Linked DNA regions of Pan troglodytes: regions 2 and 3 are each linked to region 1. The links are chromatin contacts, called in public Hi-C maps. All regions are on one chromosome and are shown on one strand. The core of a region is the stretch at or near the end of the contact, and the rest is flanking DNA. Distances in the headings are between cores, read along the strand shown. Region 1 has its middle 14 kb from the start of SPACA5. Region 2 holds the start of ARAF (A-Raf proto-oncogene, serine/threonine kinase). Region 3 holds the start of ELK1 (ETS transcription factor ELK1).

What was found. A called contact is a pair of places that touch in the nucleus more often than the background predicts.
Region 2: a contact with region 1 is called in a Hi-C map of stem cell-derived neural progenitor cells, with 5 times the contacts expected there. The contact joins the promoter of ARAF here to the enhancer-like site in region 1. A contact is called at or near these places in 1 of 7 Hi-C or Micro-C datasets (stem cell-derived neural progenitor cells) and 1 of 1 datasets of contacts at active chromatin or transcription factors (stem cell-derived excitatory neurons).
Region 3: a Hi-C map of stem cell-derived neural progenitor cells shows a contact between it and region 1, with 6 times the contacts expected there. The contact joins the promoter of ELK1 here to the enhancer-like site in region 1. A contact is called at or near these places in 1 of 7 Hi-C or Micro-C datasets (stem cell-derived neural progenitor cells) and 1 of 1 datasets of contacts at active chromatin or transcription factors (stem cell-derived excitatory neurons).

What each region holds. Positions count from the first base shown.
Region 1 is chrX:48,451,371-48,455,567 of NHGRI_mPanTro3-v2.0_pri, reverse strand. No RefSeq gene overlaps it. Among named protein-coding and RNA genes, the nearest start is that of SPACA5, 14 kb to the right of the region's middle. Within about 2 kb of position 2,392, at least 12 of the 24 cell types and tissues checked have an H3K27ac peak or open chromatin away from gene starts, as enhancers often do. A contact at or near this core is called in stem cell-derived neural progenitor cells, where this site is marked.
Region 2 is chrX:47,995,992-48,000,188 of NHGRI_mPanTro3-v2.0_pri, reverse strand. It overlaps ARAF (A-Raf proto-oncogene, serine/threonine kinase), which reads right to left and starts at 1,897. Exons shown (of 16, transcript XM_016943250.4): 1 at 1,761-1,897; 2 at 1-100. The coding sequence starts at 41.
Region 3 is chrX:48,085,927-48,090,123 of NHGRI_mPanTro3-v2.0_pri, reverse strand. ELK1 (ETS transcription factor ELK1) reads left to right here and starts at 1,992. Exons shown (of 6, transcript XM_016943665.4): 1 at 1,992-2,396. UXT (ubiquitously expressed prefoldin like chaperone) reads left to right here. Exons shown (of 6, transcript XM_016943667.2): 5 at 669-732; 6 at 918-1,017. The coding sequence ends at 971.

The DNA of each region.
Region 1 (4,197 bases), core at 1,143-3,642:
CTAGAAGAAAATGAAGGAATAAATCTTCACGACTTTGGACTTGGCAATTGTTTCTTAGATATGATACCAAAAGCATAAGTAACAGAAGAAAAATGAATAATTGGACTTAATAAAAATGAAAACTTTTGTGTATCAAATGACATTATCAGGAGAATGAAAAGACAACCCAGAGAATGGGAAAATTATAATCTGATAAGGGTATCCAGAATATATAAAGAACTCTTACAATCTAATAACCAAAAAATCCCCAGTTAACACTGGGCAAAGACTTGAATAGATATTTTTCCAAATAAGATATACATGATATACACATGGCCAATAAGCTCATGAAAAGATTTGTCATTAGTCATCAGGGAAATTCAAATCAAAACCACAATTAGATACCACTTTATGTCTGCTAGGATGGCTACAATAAAAACCAACAAAACAACAAGTGTTAGAGAGGATGTGGAGAAATTGGAACCCTAATACACTGCTGGTTGGAAAGTAAAATGGTGCAGCCACTGTAGGAAACAGTTTGGTGGTTCCTCAAAAAGTTAAACATAGAAATACCATATGATCCAGCAATTCCACTCCTAGTTATATACTTAATAAAATGGGAAACAGGTAGGTATTCAAACAAAAACTTACACACCAATGTTCATAGCAGCACTATTCATAATAGCCAAAAGGTAGAAACAGCTCAAATATCTATCAACTGATGAGTGGATAAACCAAATATGGTATAGTATATCCATACAATGGAATATTATTCAGCCACAGAAAGGAATGAAGTACTGTTACTGATTAACCTTGAAGACATTATGCTACGTTAAAGAAGCCGGACACAAAAGACCACAAAGTGTATGATTCTACTTATATGAAATATCCATAATAGGCAAATCTATAGCACCAGAAAGCAGATTAAGTGGTAGCCAGGGGCTGGGGGGAAAGGGGAATAGGGAATGATTGTTTAATGGGGATGAGGTTTCCTTTTGGGGTGGTGAAGACAGTCTGGAATTAAATAGTGGTAATGGTTGCACAATACTGTGAATGTCCTAAATGGCACTGAATTGTGCAATTTAAAATAGTTAAAATAGTAAGTTTCATGTTATGTATATTTTACCACAATAAAAAGAAAGGTGTTTATACGGGGTACAAGATGCGTGAATGGTGGCCATGAAGCAGAATGAATGAAAGAAAATGGCAGTGTGACTGAATGGCGGGAAATTGGGGGCACCGTGGGAGAGAATACATGTTAATGATTGGTAGAGTGGGAAGGAGTAGGAGCCATGAGGGGCAGAGTGAGCTGGAAGGGGAGTGATGCTGTTACTTTATATCTGAGTGGGTCCTGTGCTCCTGGAAAGCAGTCATGGTTACAAAATTCTCACAGCCCCTGGCTCCCTTTGGGGTTCCAGCAAAGGGCTAACTGCAAAAGTCCCTGGATTACCTGCTTGGGCTGCCATAATAAAATGCCACAGACTGGACGGGTTAAACCAGAAGTTTATTTGGCATAGTTCTGGAGGCTGGAAGAAGTCCAAGATGAAGGGGCCAGCTGATTTGGTTCCTGGTGAGGGTTCTCTATAAAGAAAGCCATAAGGCTTGCAGACAACTGCCTTCTTACTGTGTTTTCACATCACCTCTTTTTTGTGCAAATGGAGAGAGAGTGAGCAAACTCTTGGACGTCTGTTTTTATAAGGGCACTAATCCCATTAGACCAAGGCCCCACCCTCATGACCTCATATAGCCTTAATTACCTCCCAATGGCCCCATCCTCAAATACCATCACATTGACAGTTTGGGCTTCAACGTATGAATCGGGGGGGCGGGGGAAGGGGCGCAATTCAGTCTATAGTAGTCCCTAATGTATTTACACATTCTGAGATAAGACCTATCTCTATCTGTCATGATGACTCAAGGATGACTCTTTTGCTTACCTGCCTCTATACAACCCGAGGTCTCTTTCCTTGTCTTTGGGATGTTCCTCATTAAGAAAAGTTTTCCCTATTGCAATAGCCTGAAAGGGCTCACCTGTGCATTTTCTTTCAGGTGATCAATTGGTAGAATATGATTAATAGGGCAGAGTGTTTGAGGTCCGGAACCTGATCACTGTCTGTCTCCTGCTTATTCCCCTAGGCCTCAGGGAGGCCTCATAGGACTGGGACCCTGGAATCTCCGCCCTCTCAAATCTCTCTGCAACAGTTTCCCAGGAGGAGGACGGAATGTAGTCCTGGCGGGGTCACGATCAGATCTGTCTTCTCACCTAGTCTCCGACTAATATTCCACCTCACCTGGGCCCCTTTATCCCTGGGCTTATGTCTCCAACTCTCCCTGCGCCTATGTTTACCAATGTCACTTTCTTCACGTTTCTTTCTCCGAGGGCAGATTGTACCACACCTCCCTATTTGCACCAGTGGTATCTCCCACAACGGACTGTACCAACCTGAGCCTTCGCCACCGCTAGCTTAATAGTATCTATCTCCCTACTGTTATTTTCTTGAGAGAACTACCAGCTCCACACGTTCTCCCCATCTCCCCACTGATACTGACCGGTGAAGGAATGTATTATCACCGGCTCTGCATCCTTTTTCCCCGGTAATAGATACCAGGGAGGTCCGTACCATTTCAGGCCTCCCCCGTCTCCGCAGTGGTATCTCCCGGCGGAGGGGTCTGTGGTCCTGAACTCAACATTTTTACATACCCGTTCTCTTGAAACCCCCCTAAACACGCCCATAATTTGCCCGTCACTAGCTTTGCACAAAGGGCCCCACTTTTATCGCCAAGTTTTCAAAGTCCTCTCGGAGTTCTATCTTTTCCAAACTTTAAAAGGCATATTACTCTCCTGTACGGAATGGTAAGGGCTGTAAAGATGCCTGCTCCCTTGACAAGCTGGTTTACTGGCACGGCCATTTTTCTTGCCAGCCAAATACGTACAATCATTGCAGTTAAGGAACAAAAAAGTTTTGGTGTTCTATAGCAGTGCTTAATAACTATAGTTAGCAATAATTTATTGTACATTTTCAAATACCTAGAAGAGAGGATTTTGAATATTCCCAACGCAAAGAAATGATAAATATTTGAGGTGATGCACATGCTAATTACCCTGATTTGATCATTACACATTGTATGCATGTATTGAAATACCACTCTGCACCCTACAAATATGTACAATTAAAAAAATTTAATCATTAAATTAAAGAAAACCACAAAACAACTTTGGCTGCTAGCGCCGACGGCTTTGGGAACGGTACTGCGCATGAGCAAGTATAGTGACTGGCAGTACCTAATGCAGGATAAAGGTCGGAAAAAGGTGGCTGTCAGAGGAAGTTGTGACTGATTTTGGAAACACAAGGGGACCTTGCCTGAATAAGCATTCGGATCTTAACATCAGAGCAGGGTATGAGGCGGGGCAGAGAGTTTACATCGAACGGAAGTGAGAGGGCTGGTGGTCTGCGGACAGAGTCGTCATTTAACCTCTTTGTGCCTTAGTTTCTCTAACTGTAAAATAGGGATGATGATGTTAATGATAATAATAATAATACCTGCCTTGTATGGTTGTTGTGTAGATCAATTGAGTCAATATAAGTGTTTACAACAATGCCTAGCACATACGTAAGTCTTATATATGAGTTTAATATTATTATTATATTATTATTAATACCATAAAATGGATACATATAAACACATAAAAAGGAATAGGGAAGTAGAGCAAAACCAAGGCCAGGTTGAAATGTCTATATGTAGATCATAGGATTCTACATAATTATGTTGAGCTACAGTTATTTTTCTGAGCTTCCTAGAAGCCACAACATAGAGGGAGAAAAAAGCTCATTTGCTTTATTTATCTCACCCATACAGAGAAAGTAAGCCACTTCCTCAGAAGCAAAGATTTCTTTGATAAGACAGTTCTCTGATGCGTCAGCCAAGTCCCTTATCAGCAATCTTGTGATAAATACAGAGATAGGATTGCTCTGCTGTGACTTAAAATATGTCTGCATGTCAACCAAAGGTGTCCTGCTAAAGCAGAACTAAAAATATGTGACTCTTCAGGAAATCAAAGCCATGTCTGCACAAATAGCTCTTATGTTCTGGCTCAATATATGGACCTTGATCATCAGGAAGAATCAGTAAACCTCATGCCCTTCAAATTCTTTTCTGATCTATATGTAGTTTTTCCACATCTGGGGTTTCAGAACAGCCTGAGCAACCCAAAGGTCT
Region 2 (4,197 bases), core at 648-3,147, 450 kb after region 1:
GGCTCGGCCCCATTGGCAGGGGGGCCCCGTGGTGGCTCCATGGAGCCTTAGATTTTGTCAAGATGGGCTGAGGTGGGGCTGGGCAGGTGCCATGGGGCTCCTACAAGAAGGCAGACAGAAGAATTCAGAGGTCCAATAATGATAGTCTAGAAGCAAAGTGGCAGGGGACAAAATAAAATTCAAAGTCCAGGCTCCTGTCGCCCCCTGCAGCCTAATTTTCACACGACAGTCCAAGAGATCCTGCTCACATCTGAAGTCCTTCCAGTTCCTTCTCTGCTCAGGCCCTCCTGTTGCTTGTCTCACTCTTGAGTGCCAAGGTCTCAGCTTCACTGCACAGGGTTGCGGGGGAGATAACAGGGAAGGGGGACAGAGCATACTGTCTTGGAAGGTACAGGAGCACACAAGACTCTGTGCTGGGGACCAATGGGGAAGTCAGTACACACTGCACTGAGCTGTCAGGTACATAAGAAGCACGAACAGAATGTCCTGGGTTTTTTTTTTTTTTCTTTTCTGTTTTTTTTTTTTTTGACAGAGTTTCGCTCTTGTTGCCCAGGCTGGAGTGCAATGGCATGGTCTCAGCTCACCGCAACCTCCACCTCCCAAGTTGAAGCCATTCTCCCGCCTCAGCCTCCTGAGTAGCTGGAACTACAGGCGTGTGCCACCACGCCCGGCTAATTTTTTGTATTTTTAGTAGAGACGGGGTTTCACCATGTTGGCCAGGCTGGTCTCGAACTCCTGACCTCAGGTGATCCACCCGCCTCAGCCTCCCAAAGTGTCCTGGTTTTTTAACAGAGAACGGGGGAAATGCCAGATACTGTGGTGAGGGAGGAGTCGCAGGCAGGGTGATGGGAAAGAGAGGATTATCAGATACTGCCCTTAGTTTGGGGAAGATGGAGGTTGCACCAAACATGTCCTTAAAGGGCACTGTGGACATCCCTAAGCCCTGGGGTATAATGTTGATGTTAGGACCACAGACACCGTTGTTAGGTGGCTAATGGAAGTCCCAAGCCTCTATGATGAGGAATTCATGGTGGGGGGGGGGTCACTACATACTATGCGGAAGGGAGATGTAACAGGCGTCACTAGGGACTGTAATGGGGAGAAGGGTGGAAATGGAAATGACCAGACATTTAGCCGAACTGGGGAGGTAATGGTGGACCACCAGACATTGTCATAGCAAAAGGAGAAGGAAGGTATGGTGTTGCGGGGAGAAAAATGGAGGTAAAGAGGGAGCTCCAAAATTCTCCTTGACAACTTGTGAGGGGTCACAGGCATATTACTGGTCTAAACTGAATGAGGGATCATGGAAGGCGGTTACAGAGGCGAGAATCCTGACATTCTCCCGGCGGGGGCGGTCAGACACTGATCCAGAATAAGGAAACCGGGGAGTGAACCGCGTTTCCACACACTCCCCGCAGTTGGTAAGGAAAGGTCATTGGACACCTTAGCGGGGGTTAAGACGGAATCCCGGCACCACTCGGTCGGGTCCCGCCTACCAAAGGGCTTCCGGCTCTGCGCAGGCGCACCACCACTAGCAGCGGGCGAAACCATCACCCGCAGCCTTGCCCGCCTATTCCTGTTACCCACCCCACCCCCGCTGTCGACGATGGTCTCGCCCCGGGTCAAACCATTCCTCCGGTTCCGGGCAGGGAACGCCGGGGCCCAGGCGCAGCCATCCTGGAGCTGAGCTTTCGGTCCGGGCTCCCTGCCCGTGCCCGGCAGCCGCTCCAGAAACCGAGCCCTCCCGGGCCCGCCCTCACCTGTCACGCCGCCACAGCCGCCGCCGCCTCCATCTTGGGCCTCTCTTCTTGTTTCCTCACAGAGTCCGCCTCCGTCGCCTCTCGGACTCTCGTTATTGGCTCTGCGGGACTCAGCCTTCCACCCTTATTGGATCAGGGTCACGTCTGTCAAGGCAAGACCAACGAAATGTGAGTCGTGTTCCGGATTAGGAGGGGCCGCCTGAAACGCCAAGATCTGGGACAAGCGCACGTCCTGACTCGCGCAGGCGCAGTTGAGGCAAGACCTGCGTGCCTAGGGCTTTAACCCCAACAGTGGCATAGACGTATAAAGCAGAACACGGGTCATTTGGGGCTGACCTTAGGGCTTTGGCATCTGGGCGGAGAAATCCTTAAGTACCCTTTTTGGGCCAGTGCCCTAAGCACCCTTTTATGATTTTCCCGTGTCTCAGTTTTACCATCTTTGAAATGGGTTGGAATCAGAACAAATGATCGGCGATGTTCACCAGCTCTAGGAGACTGTAGTTCATAGCCTTTGAGGACAGCGGGTCTCTGGTGTGGCGGGGGCTGGGGGACTGGGCCTAGGAGGGGCGGCCTGCTGTCTGGGAGGCTTCCTTTAGGAATGGGGTTGATTAGGACTATGAAAAACTAGTCACAGGTGGCCAGGTGAAGAGGGAAGTGCGGACCTGGAAGGGAGCACGATGCCAGTCAATGTGTGGAGGTATTGTGGGATAAACACAAATTTTTAAAGATCGAATTTTCCCTGGTGTCAAAAGAGAAAGACGTCTCTCTTAGAGCATTTCCTTTAGAAAACTTGTAACTGTAAAATTTTCTCTGTCCCTTTGAGATGTATGTAAGTCCTTTAAAAAGCTAAATCTCTTGCCAGTTTTACATCCCCGGAATGTTTTTCTTAAGAGCCTTGTAGCCATCTCTTTGAAATGTAAACATCAATGAAAATAGCACCCCTGTCTTTCCCTGTCTTCGTGGGAATTTGATCTGCGTGCCTGGCTTCAAGTTATTACCTGCTTGTCATAGAGATATGAGTTTTCGTTTTCCTTTGGATAAAGGCAATTAACTAACACAGATAGCCACCCTAATTACCAGGTGAATTTGGGATGAAGTATGTGTACCAAATGGTGCCGTCAAGTTTCTTGAGCACAAGTTATTGTTTGAGAATATGTTTGTAATGGGCTGTATCTGCCTGCTACATAAACGGATGAGATTTCTTTCTGTCTTTGAAACCTCTGTAGCAGATTGTTTGTGATGTGCATCACAGTCTGGTGTAATGCTTATTCAGTTATAAAACTTTCCATTCCTGCCGGGTGCGGTGACTGATGCCTGTAATCCCAGCACTTTGGGAGGCCAAGGCGGGCGGATCACTTGAGGCCAGGAGTTCGAGACCAGCCTGGCCAACATGGCGAAACCCCATCTTTACTAAAAATGCAAAAAAAAAAAAAGTCAGTTGGGCGCGGTGGCGCGCGCCTGTAATCCCAGCTACCTAGAATGCTGAGGCAGGAGAATCACTTGAACCCAGGAGACAGAGATTGCAGTGAGCCGAGATCACGCCACTTGCCACTTGCACTCCAGCCTGGGTGACAGAGTGACCCTGTCTCAATAAAACAAAAAACAAAAAAAAACTTTTCATTCTTGTCTACTTTGTGGAGAGGATTCATTGGGTTGGCACGAGATTCTCTTTTTCATTATTTCCCCAACACCATGAATGGCCTGTTGTGTTTCAAGTGACTGCATTCTCCTGTTTGGAGATTTAGCATCCTTTGGCAATGTAATGGGAAAGATCAGAGGAAGGTCATAGGTGAGGGGGGGCCTCAACATATTTCAATCTGTATTTATCACATGGCTTTCTCTGTCTATAAGAAGGAAGACAGAAGTTCTGCCTACTGGCCTCCCATATAATTTCCATTTCCCAACTCCCCTTTTCTTTTCTTTCTTTTTTTTTTTTTTTTTTTTTGAGACAGAGCCTTGCTCTGTCACCCAGGCTGGAGTACAGTGGCAAGATCTTGGCTCACTGCAACCTCCGCCTCCTGGGTTCAAGTGATTCTCCTGCCTCAGCCTCCCAAGTAGCTGGGACTACAGGCGCCCACGACCATGCCCGGCTAATTTTTATATTTTTAGTAGAGACGGGATTTCACTATGTTGGCCAGGCTGCTCTGAAACTCCTGACCTCAAGTGATCTGCCCACCTCGGCCTCCCAAAGTGCTGGGATTACAGGCTTGAGCCACCACACCTGGCCCCAACTCCACTTTTCTATTCGGATCTTCACCATTTAATGGCTAAAAAAAAATTTTTTTTTTTAGAGACAGGATCTCACTACGTTGCCCAGGCTGGTGTCGAGCTCCTGGCCTCGTTCTCCCAACACTCTAGGATTACAGGCATGAGCCACCATGCCCAACTCCAATGGATAAAATTAAAAAGACTGACAATACTATGTATTGATGATAAT
Region 3 (4,197 bases), core at 743-3,242, 370 kb after region 1:
CAAAGCCAGGGTCCTTACCATGGCCTTGTAGGCTTCACACAGTTTGTCTCCCTCATTACCTCTCTGACCTCACCTCTTACATTCCCCCTTCACTTATTCTTCTCCAGCCAGAGTGGCCTCTTTGCTGCACCTCAAACATGCCAGGCACACTCCCACCTCAGTGCCTTTGTGTTTGCTGCCCCTTGTGTGTGGAACACATCCTCCATATAGCCACACTACTCAAAATTCACTGTCTTTAAGTCTTTACTCAAATGCTTCTCAGTGAAGCCATCCCTGAGCCCTCTTTAAAATTGCAGCCCCCCACTCCTGTACTCCTTATTGTCTCTCATTTTTAATTTTTGTTATTGTAGTTAGAACCATCTGACACATAGCTTTTATTCCATTGGTTTTTTGTTATGTCTTTCTTTACAAGAATTTGAAGTCCATCAGGCCGGGAGTTTTGTTTGTTGTGTTTGCTGCTATCTCCCAGTGCCTAAAATTGCCTGGCATACAGTAGGCATTTAATAATCTTTGAATCAGTGAAAAACAGATGGTGGCTTGGCATTTCTGCATAGGAATGAGCCAGGTGGAAATCATCCAGGATATAAGTAGATCTTGAAGTGATAAGGAAGGGTCATCCTCATAATCATGTGGGGCCCATTTTGCCCTTTCTTGTTTCTTTTCTCTAGGCTCAGCAACAGCCTCACCAAGGACTCCATGAATATCAAAGCCCATATCCACATGTTGCTAGAGGTGAGAGCAGCTCACCCCACTACCAGACTCTGTGTTTAGGGTGGTGACCTGAAGAAGGGAGAGAGCGAAAGAAGGGAAGGACCATCTTTCCCTCTAAACTGGAGTCAAGGGAGGGAGGTCAGAGCAAGCCTGGGGGCGTAACCCAGACCCAGTCTTTGTTCAATCTCTTCTGTCCTCTTTTTCAGGGGCTTAGAGAACTACAAGGCCTGCAGAATTTCCCAGAGAAGCCTCACCATTGACTTCTTCCCCCCATCCTCAGACATTAAAGAGCCTGAATGCCTTTGAGTCACATGGCCCTTCTTTTTCCCCATAAACCCTGCTAGTTGCCACGGGGGCTGTTCCTAGGGCACAAAGTTACTGAGAGACCCAGAGATCCAGTCTCTCTGTGGAACCTCTAAAATGCCCCAGCAGTCCTGCCTCCAGCCTGTTGCCTGGCAGTATTTGCCAGTTGACCTTATGCACTGCCCTCTCTTCTGTCATCTTGGCAACCTGGGCCCCCCACCTCACCCTTTCTTCCATTCCTTTTCCTAGACGCCACCCTTTGAATTGCCATAGAGAATGGGCCAATTCATGGTGGAGGTTTGTTCATTCCCACAACAATCAAAGGGCCCTAAGGTTTACCCTTTCACACACCCAATCATTCCCCAGGTACCCTAAATTACACCCAAACCCTAACTCAGCCCTACCTTGTCTTAGCCCCTACTTGTAAGTATTCCAGCTTCCAATGGGCACAGACCTGGATCCCGCTCTCCCTAGTCGGGCCCCTATTCTAGGTTGAGTTCAGCCACCGCCAATCAACGCAGAGCCAGGTTCCTCCCCTTTTTAACTCTGGCCGCAGTTCAACCCTGCCCTCTGAAAGCATTTCGTTTCTGCCACTCAATGCTCTTTCGTGTGCCTGACAGCCATCCTGCCCTCCTACCTCCGCTGTGTTCTAAATTCGTCTTCTACCCAGCTCTATGGTCTTGTCTAACCGTAGAGCTGCCCTGCCCGCCTACGCGGAGCCCAGTCCGACCCACTCCCGCCGGCTGCTACGCCCATTTCTATACAAGTCCTGCTTCCGCTGAGCAGCATGGCGTGCGACACCGCCCCCTTGGTGTTTTGGCAGGGGTCTAGAAGTCCCTCGTCCGCCAATCAGAGAAAAACAGGGCCACCCACCCCCGTCCTTGGGGGCTGTCTTCCATCAATCCCATGTAAGCCAATCAGTGTGAGGCAGACCCCCGCCCCCCCGACACAGGCCCCGAGCCTCTTCAGTTGCTCACAGTCCGTCAGTCCTTGAGCCAATCGGCGTGGAGCACCGTGAAGGCCGAACGCGCCTCCTCGGGACTCCAGGGGCCGTGAGCGTTCCATCATTTCCCCTTACGCCAATCACGGCACAGCTCTGTAGGGAAGGGCCCGTCCCCCAACCCCTCGAGGCCTTGCGGCCGATTAATAGCGCTTTGGCCAATCAGCGAGCGGCGGGACATTGGGCTCCTCCTCCTCGGGCCCACGTGAGCTGTAGGGAAACGCAGGGGCGGCTTCTAGGTGCTGCCGCCGCCGCCGCCACCGCCACCACCACCTCCACCGCCGCCTCGGAACCCAGGCCTGGGGGGCGGTGGGGCCGCGTATGGAGCCCCCGCCCCCCGGAGCTGCCAACATTGCCAACGCCACCGCCACGCTACACACAGGTGAGCTCTGGGCCTGGAGGGTGGAGGGCCCAGTCCGTGACCCCACGTATCCTTCCCGCCCCCGCGCAGAGGATGTGGCTTGGCCGGTGGCCTGCTGGTGTTCGACTCCCCGCCGCCACCACCACGGCTGGTGGACCTGCGTGTGGCATTGCTCAAGCCCTTCGTCCCTTATAGTGGATCTGACCGTGGCCTAACCTCCCCCTCCCGTTGTATAATGGATCGGTCTGCGTGCTTATGTTTTTCCCCACGCCAACTTAGGGTGGACTCGTCCATAGGCTTTCCCCCTACCCCTACCCCCACCCGCCCCCCACCCACCCCCACTTATAGGGAGCTAGCCTGTGACAGTGTTCAGCCCCCTTAATAGTAGGTGTATCTGAGTGTTTGGATTTCTCCTAGCCTCAACTTTCAGGAGACCCGTCCGTGGCCTTATTTATTCCACCCTTCCTGTACATCGTAGCGAATCAATCCGTGGCGCCGCACTCCTCCGCATCCCTCTTTAACAGTGAGTCTACCTGAGTTTGTATTCCTGCCTCCTCCAGTCCCCCAATGCATCAGTCCATGGCTTTTTTCAAAACCACCCCCCCACCACCACCACCACCATTTTATAGTGGATCAGTCTTCATGTTTGGATTCACGTCCCTTTAGCTATCAGTCCATTGCCCTATCTGTCTTCTCTTTTTCGTAGACTGTCGCTCTAGCGCTTGGGGTTCTCTCCTTTTTAATAGTGGGTTAGTTTAGTGCTTTACATCTCCCTATTTTCAGTAGCTCAGTCCATAGCCTTTTCCCTCTCTGCTTTGAATCAGTCTGTGTGATGGCTCTTCTCTCCTCTCACTGTGGTGCAGGAGTCTGTAAGGTTTTCTGCTCCCCTTCCCCTCAGACGATGAGCCTCATCACCCCTCCCTTTGCAGTGGATCTGTTCATTGGCCTTCCTCCCCCACACCCCTGTATGCTTGCACAGTCCCCCGCATACCCTCCCGTGAGTCCAGTGCTTTGTAATTGGGGGAAGATCGGCCGTGTACTTTCAATTTCCTTCTCTTTTTTTTCCCTTCCCAGAAGAGAACGTGCTGATCCTCTTTTCCTTGTGATGGAGCACTGTACGGCCTTCCCTGTCCTCCACCTCTTAATAGTGGGTCAGCCTGGTCACACTCGTAACCACAAAGACGTTCTACCTCACTACAATAAGTGAATACATTAGCGCCAGTGATGATAGTAATGCCAATAGGAGCTAGCGTTTATTGAGCACCTGCCGTATATCAGGCAGAGTGTTTCATATGAATGAGTTCCTTTAATCCTCACCACAACCCCATGAGATAGGTAGTGAGGAAGTTGGGCCATAGGGAGGTTAAATTCCTTACTCAAAGGTGGCCCAGGAAGTACTCAGGACACAGGATAATTTTTGAGGCTCCCCTCTTAGATCCCATCCCACCCCACGTGAGGCCTCAGTCCTTAAAAACCAAATTAGTTCTCACCTCCAAGCTTTTGTTCTTGCTGTTCCCTCTGCCTGCAGAGCAGTCTTCATTCCTCACCTTCTCTCAGCACCCACCCACCCCCCAATCCCAGCAGCTGTGTGACCTTAGATGAGTGATTTAACCACTTCCTCTCTGTGCCTTTTTCTTCATTTGTGAAATGGGGGATCAGAACTAGAATCCCTTCCAGTGTAAATAAATATTAACTGTGAATTAATGGTAAAACAAGTAACCTTTCTAGCATTACTGCCTATACCTTCCCACCCCCTTACTGTGCTCCAACCACACTGGTTCCACCACACAGCTCCTCAAACATAGCAGTCATGGGCCAGCCT